3 separate regions of the Mus musculus genome follow, and all the other regions are linked to region 3. The links are chromatin contacts, called in public Hi-C and promoter capture Hi-C maps. All regions are on one chromosome and are shown on one strand. The core of a region is the stretch at or near the end of the contact, and the rest is flanking DNA. Distances in the headings are between cores, read along the strand shown.

Region 1 (2,700 bases), core at 189-2,688, 4.3 Mb after region 3:
CGTCTTCTGTCCTCCATGTGTAATGTGACATGGAGAAGCAGGCACACACATATGACACAGAAGCAACATCTTTAAAAAATTTAAATGCAGGGCCTACAACAGCAGCACAGGGTTGTTGGAAAACTAAAAAGAAGTTAATAGATAAAAGATGTTTTTTAAAAAGGAACAAAAATGCTAATGCATGTCAAATATTGGTATACAAGAGTTTCATTTAGGCTACAGGAGTTCTTATTAGTGATAAAAGGACAAAGTATTTGGTTTTTAGATATCTATAAAAATTGACTGCTTGACAAATTAACTCAATACTTTAATAATATTAAATTATGAGGTTTCCTATTTACATTTTTAAAGGAAACATTTTTATTGTAGTATAATTCAAATGCACCTTGAAATGCATAAATTTATAATTTTGTAATTAACAAGATTGCAATCGCTGCTCTATGTAAATCAGGGTGTATCTATGATTTGCTGCCAGGAATAAAAAAAGTCTTGAACTGATTGACAGGGATATTGTTATCTACTGGTTAGGATAAAAGATTTAAAATGAACGTGTATTAAGATTCAGAGTTCTTCCTTAACATGGACCCGCTGTAAAAGTGAGAAGCATGCCAGTTCTGTTCAGCAAATGTTTTAGTAGCTCCTGTGATTTCAAAGGCACAGTGTTGGCTGCGGAGTGCGAGATGAATAACTGCTGGTATTGAAGAGAAGCAAGATCTGTACCCAGTGGAAAGAGGAATGGGACGTCACGGTGTAGGGCAAACACAATGCAGGAACAACCCAGTGGAGCTTAAAATAATTTAATTCTGGCTGCCTGAGGTGTTTTTTTTTTTTTTTTTTTTCCTTAAATTTTATATTGGATGCCCTTTCTGCGTGTGCTAGGTTGCTTATTGGCGTAGAATCTGCGACCCTGTGAAATCTTTTTCATTCCCCATTTCTTCTTTTCCTTGCCAACTCGATCTCTTCAGCCGCCAGCACTGCCTTTGGAACAGTATCTATTGTGTGGGTGGCGGAACGCGGGGAAGCTATTTCTGTTCTAATTATGAGCACTGTTTTCGTAGGGGAAAAAGAGGGGGTGATAAGGCAGATCTGAGGCTGAGCTGCTGGCTGGGCGAGGATGCTCGGTGGAGGCGTTACTAAGGTTACTAGAGAGAGGACCGCAGGTGACAGGCGGGGTTTTTCTCTATAGCAATATACATTTTCCAATGAAGGACGTGGGCTGGGCAGTGCCACATTGTACTACATATTGGATTCCCTAGAGGAAAAAGGAGATGGCCCAAAGGAAAAATGAGGGACCAAAGCAGGGAGCCTCTGCTTCCTCTTCCGGGCCTTTTCTTCCGCCGTCTTTGTTTACCCCCGAGCCATTCTGGCTGCAGCACAGAGTCGGCGCGCCGGAGAACGGTGTCTTATCGATGTGACACGCCTCTGAGCCGGGCCGGAAGCGGTTCCCAGCCGGTACCCGTAGGGCCAGGCGTGCAGCGTGCGGTGACAGTGGCGCGGGCGGCGGCGCTGCGTGGCTCTGGAGGACCGGCGCGGACCTGCAGCGGCTCGCTGAGGCCGTGGCTCGTCGCTGCAGCTGTCAGGACTCTTGGGGGCGAACTTGCCAGACAGAGAAGAGCGGAAGGGAAGGGGTGTGTAAGGAGGGCCGTGGGCGTGTTTGATCTCAGAGAGGACTTTGAAACTGGTTCTTAGTAGTTGAGTCTCATTTTTATTTTGACAGATTCGGGAGGCAGCAGATGCCCTATTCTCGAGATTTTCTTAATTCCAGTCAGTTGATAGCATGATTTGAGTGAGAGCTTTTTAGTGAAGCTACTGGGTTAAGATAGCTCAAGGGATGGATGAAGCTGCCCGAGATAAAAAGAAATGTGGCGTCGGAGCAGAGAAGAGGTGTCTGGAATGAGGGGTCAAGATGATCTACTAGTTCCAGGTTCTACTAGTTTCAGGTCTTCCTGTACTAGGTACCGTCCCCAAACTATGTAAGCTTGAGGTTTGGGCTTCTTTACATAACCTCTATGTTAACCTTTACATAAGTGGGGAAGTAGGAGACGCGTCTGTGCCAGCCAGACCTTAGATTCTGCAACTGCTCCAGGCTCCACACTGCGGTTTTCCACCATCAATATATGAAGCACGTGAGGATGGATTAGAGGGTAGTAGAATTTGAACAGCCTTGATGAGATCTGCTAAAAGGTGTGACGTCTAGGTGTATAAGGCAATGATAGCTGTCGGTCAGGAAGAACTGTGGCTTGCAAACCTATGTCTCCAAAGCTTGGCTGTTGCCTTCTCTTTAGCATTTGGTGGGATAAGGAAGAGAGGTATATACTCACACGCCCAAGTTTGAAAATGGAGTTGCAGAGACTCACAGAATTTAATGATTTGACATAGCTACCTTATTTAACAGAATGACAAACAGAAGGTAGTCAAGAACGCAGACACTGGCTATCCTAGCTGTACTTGCCAACACAGATGCTAAAGTTAATGTCTCTTTACCTGGACTGGGTCCTTTCAGCAATAAAGATTGCAACCCACCTTTACCCCTATTAATGTGTGTTACGAATTCTGTACACTTACTGACACAAATACCAAAGCTGAAAAATATTATCACTTGACCTGGACTGGCTCCTTTCAGCTGCAGGAGTTGACTATTGATGATATACAGTAGTAAAATCATCTGTACCCTTGCTCATGTGTGTTCCAAACTCTGTG
Region 2 (2,700 bases), core at 8-2,507, 3.7 Mb after region 3:
TTTCTCTGAGGTGAAAAGCAGAAAGGACTAGTCTTTGTAAGATTACCACTGTTCATGATCTCAGTGGCCCCTGGGTTTCTTCTGGCTTATCTCACCAGCTCAGAACTGTGAGGCCAACAATGTCAGGGCTGTGCTCAAGAACGATATACTTAACCCTGGGCATGGTGACTCTATAATTAGTACTTGGGAAACTGAGACAGGAGCATATTGAGTTGAGGGTCAGTCAAATAACAACGGCGTCTCTTTTTCTTTTTCTTTCTTCCTTTCTTTCTTTCTTTCTTTCTTTTTTTTTTTAAAAAACCTTTAATAGCCTCAAGTTCATCTTTGTGATTAACTTTTTATTTTTATTGTTTTTTATAATTTATTATTTTGTTTGTATATATGTGTGGGTGAGTGCCTGCCTGAGGAGGTCAGAAGAGGTCCTCAGAGATGGATGTGCTGGGAATAGAATCCGGGACTTTCTGGAGGAGCAGCAAGCACTCTTAAACACTGAACCACTTCTCCTGCCCAGTGTTTTATTCTGTTTTTTAATTTAGGAAAAGGTCTTTGGGAGACAAGTACTTAAAATACACATTCTTGCGATGCTTAAATCTTCCTGGAAGAGTTAACGATTCAGTCAGATAGTATCTTTACCAAAAAGGTAACAGAATCCTAATTCTGCAAGTCTCACCAATATAGTACTTTATCATATAATGGTTAAACCCAAAGAAAAAACGATTCCACAGTAAAACCATAGACTTTTTCTCTAGACAGGGACTACACTGGGTAGACTAGGCTCTGTAGACCGGGCCTCGAACTCACAGTGATCCACCTGCCTCTACCTCCCAGTGCTGGGATTAAAGACGTGCTCCACCACGCCTAAACTTAAGTGTGGACTTTCGGTTGGTGGAAGGTGGTGAGAGATCTTTCATCATTCGGTTCAAAGCCCCAGTGCCTGTGGAGGGATGGCTTCCAATAAAGAAGCTGCGGTTGCCCTCTAGAAGATCCAGAAGACGAAGTACCCGCAACAGGCGGAGCCACAAGACGCCGGCGATCAAAACCGCCAAGCCCTCGTCTTTTGTCTTCTCCAGGACTGAAAAGGAATCCGGGCGGGAACCTGCTTGAGTCCTTCAGCTGGGACGCCCACTCGCCCACTCTTCAGCCTCAGCGATTCTCACAAGGGTCAGTCCGTGAGAGACTGAGCCCGGGACCAGAGCCACCAGGGGGCGCACGCACCGCCGCCCGAAGAGGAAGTCCCGCCTCCCGTTTCCGGCGGCAGAAAGGGGGAGAGGCTGAAAGCGTCTTCCGGTTTGGGAAAGGTTGCGCTCAGTGCACGTGTGTCTTTTCCACCCGGCTCCTGCGTGTTCCTCTGTCCGAGTGATCTTGTCTGTGGTACTCCTCGCAGGCCTAAGGATGAAGGCGGTAAGTGCTGTCCGAACCCCGGCCCCCGGGAGTTGTGGCTGCTTGGGTTGACAGGGTCTCCCTCTGCCTGGCTTATCTTTCCCTTAGGTTTTGAGTCTGGTATAGGGGGCGGTGGCCTAACTTGGTGCTCCCTAGCCGATCTATGCTCCATCCACTTTGGGTCATTACTGGGGCTTTTGCTTCCTCGCCCACTACGCCCAAGCACGACCTCAGGCTGCAGATGCGAGGCCAGCACCGGGCCCTGCCACCGAATGGTGTCAGACTGAAGGGTTTTCCAAACTGTCTCTCGAATCTTATACACACGAGAAGCAAGTCTAAAGTTCCTTGAACCTGTTTTGTGAGACACTGAACCCGAAGAGAGCCTGTTTCCTCCTTAAAGTGTAAGGTGATAGGAAGGCTGGTGATTTTTCCCAGATGGAGAGGGAATTTAGAAGTAGCCTTGGGATTTGGATTACAAAGCACTTACCAGCGAGAGCGCTGGAATAACTTCTGTAACCTTCGCTTCTTTATGAATGACGTGAGGATTATTATTATTTAGGGTGTTGGGAAGTGTGAGTGCTTTGTAAATAATAAACCGACAAATGAATGTCAGTTGCTAAAGGCATCCATTATTTTGCTCTGAATGTGTTGCCGTACCAGTGTTAGACTAGCCTTGAATGACCGTTTGCCACAGAGAAGAGATTCATAATGTTTTGCTTTCAGATTGCACACGTGAGAGACTAGATTCAGATCACAGGGAAATCCCGTGTGGAGCAACTGATGCTCTAGTGCCATTCTGTAGGATTGCTTACTGCCGTGCATTGGTTTTTAGTTCTTACACAGGACCCGTGGTTGTGAGACAGTTTTGAAATTTGCTTTATTTAATCTATAAAGAGTTTTCCTTCACCTGATTTTAAAAATAATCAGAATTTCTTAGTTGTAGTGTCTCTTCTGTTGTTGTTTTCTAGAGAAGAAATAAAAAGCAGGTCCCAAGCTTTCGCAAGTTGATAAAAACTAGTAAAGTGAAACTTGAAAACAAATTGAAAAATAAGCAATTTAAACAACAAAGTACCATCAAGAAGTACCGAAAAGAGCAGAGGAAACTAAGGCAAGCTGTAAAAGATGCTGTGTCTAAAAAACCCATTCCGCTGGAGGACCCAAAGAGCAAACGGCCAGGTAACGAAAGTGTTCACTTACGCTGGAATGTTCTCCATGGAAGTGACTTGTTTTCTAGTGTCCACTTGTCCTGTGTTCAGATCCTTGTAGGTCTAGGTAAGGTCTTTTATGCTTTACCACAGTAAGTATGAGAAAACAATGCAA
Region 3 (2,700 bases), core at 7-2,506:
AATCTTACCAATGAACTACAGACACCTCAACCCTGCGCTAAATAGCTCAGGCAGCTATTATTACATGAGTAAGTAGTGCCTGCAACCCACAAACCCTAGACACTGGTGGTTCAGCACCAAGCTTCGGGAGCTCTAAGTCTTAGGGGATGCTTGTCATGTGTAGTGCTTCCAAGAGCGGAAACCGAGCAACAGGGGCAGCTGGCTGTGTGTCGCATGCTGATGGGCCTCGAAGTTTGACACCGATTCCACAGGTGGTCAAGCCCTAATGTCACCTCTCCGCTTGAAACCTTGCTTTAACACTTGTAGGTTTCATCGCAGTTTCTAAAGACACCATTAACTCCGGTCTTCATAAAGACATGACCGTTGATTTTAAAATCCAACTGACCTGGACCACACAAGAGAGGGTACAGGAACTTTATTTTAAATGTTTTCTAGCACAAACGTCTCACACATAGATCATAACACTGAAAAGCATAGTACAAAAGACCCTGCACCCCCTCTTTTTTTTTCCAGACAGAGAAACCAAGGTGGTGGTAATAGGACTACAAAAGACCACAGGTCCATCAAGTGGCCAACCCATCATCCTCTCAGGATTCAGACTCTATAAACCCCGTACTCTTTCCCTCACAACTCAGATGCGACGAAAAAAAAGTTTGTAAGACAACTTTCGATAAAGTGGGTTGGAAGTTTTCTGAGGACCGCCCGAGAAGAGCAGGAAGAACATCCTACTTTACAAACTGTTCCCGGCCAGCCCATAGCCCGGGGGTCCTAGCAGCGGAGCAGAAGTGCCACTGCCCGGGAATCGCCCGCGGCCCCGGGCTGTCCCGAAGCCACCTCGGTGGTCCACAGCTCCGCAGCCCAGAGGGGTCCTAAGACCCCGCTCGCTACCTGGTGACTGGAGACGATTTCTACCAGAAAGAAGCATTAGGGCAGAGGCCCAAGGCAGGCCTCCGGCCCCTTAGAAAACAGAAGAGACCGGAGGGTGGCCCTCCCGCCCCGGGGCTCCAACAGGTCGAAGGGCGGAAGCTTCCCAATAACCTCCGCCCCAGGCGGGGGCCTGCCCCGCGCGTCACCGGAGGAAAAGAAAACCAGCGTTAACACACAGGAGGAAAGAGGGTCCTCTCCCGAGCCGGAGGAAAGACGCGAGGGCAACCAGCACCAGCTCAGGGAGAGAAAGAATCGGGTTCAAGGGTTCGTGGTTACCGGGACGCTGTCGCTCTCCGCTTCCGCTGCCACCATGAAGCGCCTGCTCTTCCGCTCGCCGCTGGGGTGCGCGCCAGGCCTTGGCTCCGCCCACGCCGCGGGACCTCCTGGGAGTTGTAGTCTTCGCGAGCCCCTGTCGCGTCGCGTGGGGGGCGGGGCCGGCAAATGGAGAGGGCGGGAGGGCGTTGACGCTCCTCTATCTCCTGTATCGTCCATCCTCCATCTCAACCCTCAGCTGTGAAAGCGCTCAAATCTTCTCACGTCCTGCTCAATCATAACCGTGTCTCTTTCCTCGTCCACGGGCGAGTTTCTTCGAGCGTAATCTGCACTTAGCGTCTCTACTTCCTTCCTTGTGTGTGCTGAGTTCTACACTGCAGCTTCTGCCCCCCGCAGAAAATGTCCTTGTTGCAGCCAGTGTCCTTGTCGCCAAACCCACTGCAAGTATTTTCAGGCTGTCTAACTTAAGCATTAGTCATTGAAGCTCTTGGACATTATCATTTATTTTCTATGACACTATCCAGCTTTGCCTTCCTCATTCCATGCCGTTCGACTCGGTCTCTTCCTGTAATTCTCCCCCCCCCCCCCGAACTCACCTCTTGAATATTGTTCTCTGCAATTCTTAGAATAAGGAAGGGGAGCGTCCAGCCCGGCCCCTTTTTTTGCTTTAGCTTATCGTACTCCCAACTTCTAGACGACCCTATCTCATTCCTATCTTGCAGACTTGTCAAAAAATGGCTTGAACGCTTTGGTGGCGCGAATGGTATAGCCCTGTGATTGGCAAACAGGTGAAGTGCCCAGGATTCGATCTCGGAACTATACAAGAAAAAAAGAAATATTTGAAAAGTTCATACTGTGTCTCTCCTCTCTGTTCACTGCCTTCCCATCTATCTCCAATGCCTCTTCATCTACATTTGAATGCTAACCAAACCCTGTAGAGGCTCTCTCTCTAGCATTTGAGTCTGTTCTTTATTTCCACTGCCAGATACTTAATTCCCACTTGCTTAGTTTCTTAGCTGATTACTGTTCTCCTTACTGATCTCAGTACGGCTGTGGGGTCCTTACTGCCAAAGGCCGAGTTGTGTAAATAACAAATTTAATCAAGTCGTGTTTGTGTTAAAACCCTGTAAAGACACCATTCGATTGAGTTTGAGAGAAGGAATGAAGGTGAACACCTTGGAGCTTTTACAAAATAGTAGTTCCCAATCCACTACTCTCCTTCCCATCCCTTACCAGATCTGATTATGGGATAGGTTAGATGTGAGCCTTCCTAAAAAGTTTCCCCCTCGGGTGAGCTGACCACTCAGCAAAATGGTTGTATATTATTGCTTACAATGGGCCAGTGCTGGGGCCGAAAATAATGAGCAGACCAGTGCCTACCCCTGTGGATTTATGGTCCCTTAAGAAGAGACAGATACTAGTCAAATGGTTCCATAGCAAAAAACAAAAGCAGCAACAACAAAAAAAAATCGTCATCAGCTGAGCTAGGAATTGTGGGAG

Evidence for each region. Promoter capture Hi-C pulls out the DNA fragments that hold promoters and counts their contacts. A called contact is a pair of places that touch in the nucleus more often than the background predicts.
Region 1: a contact with region 3 is called in a Hi-C map of double positive thymocytes, with 17 times the contacts expected there. The contact joins the promoter of Fra10ac1 here to the promoter of R3hcc1l in region 3. A contact is called at or near these places in 1 of 39 promoter capture datasets (pre-B cells) and 1 of 484 Hi-C or Micro-C datasets (double positive thymocytes).
Region 2: a promoter capture Hi-C map of pre-B cells shows a contact between it and region 3. The contact joins the promoter of Noc3l here to the promoter of R3hcc1l in region 3. A contact is called at or near these places in 1 of 39 promoter capture datasets (pre-B cells) and 1 of 484 Hi-C or Micro-C datasets (pre-B cells).

Annotation. Positions count from the first base shown.
Region 1 is chr19:38,222,890-38,225,589 of GRCm38.p6, reverse strand. Fra10ac1 (FRA10AC1 homolog (human)) reads left to right here and starts at 1,438. Exons shown (of 14, transcript NM_001081075.2): 1 at 1,438-1,628.
Region 2 is chr19:38,817,794-38,820,493 of GRCm38.p6, reverse strand. It overlaps Noc3l (NOC3 like DNA replication regulator), which reads left to right and starts at 1,257. Exons shown (of 21, transcript NM_021315.2): 1 at 1,257-1,401; 2 at 2,349-2,556. The coding sequence starts at 1,393.
Region 3 is chr19:42,517,361-42,520,060 of GRCm38.p6, reverse strand. R3hcc1l (R3H domain and coiled-coil containing 1 like) reads right to left here and starts at 1,256. Exons shown (of 7, transcript NM_177464.4): 1 at 1,204-1,256.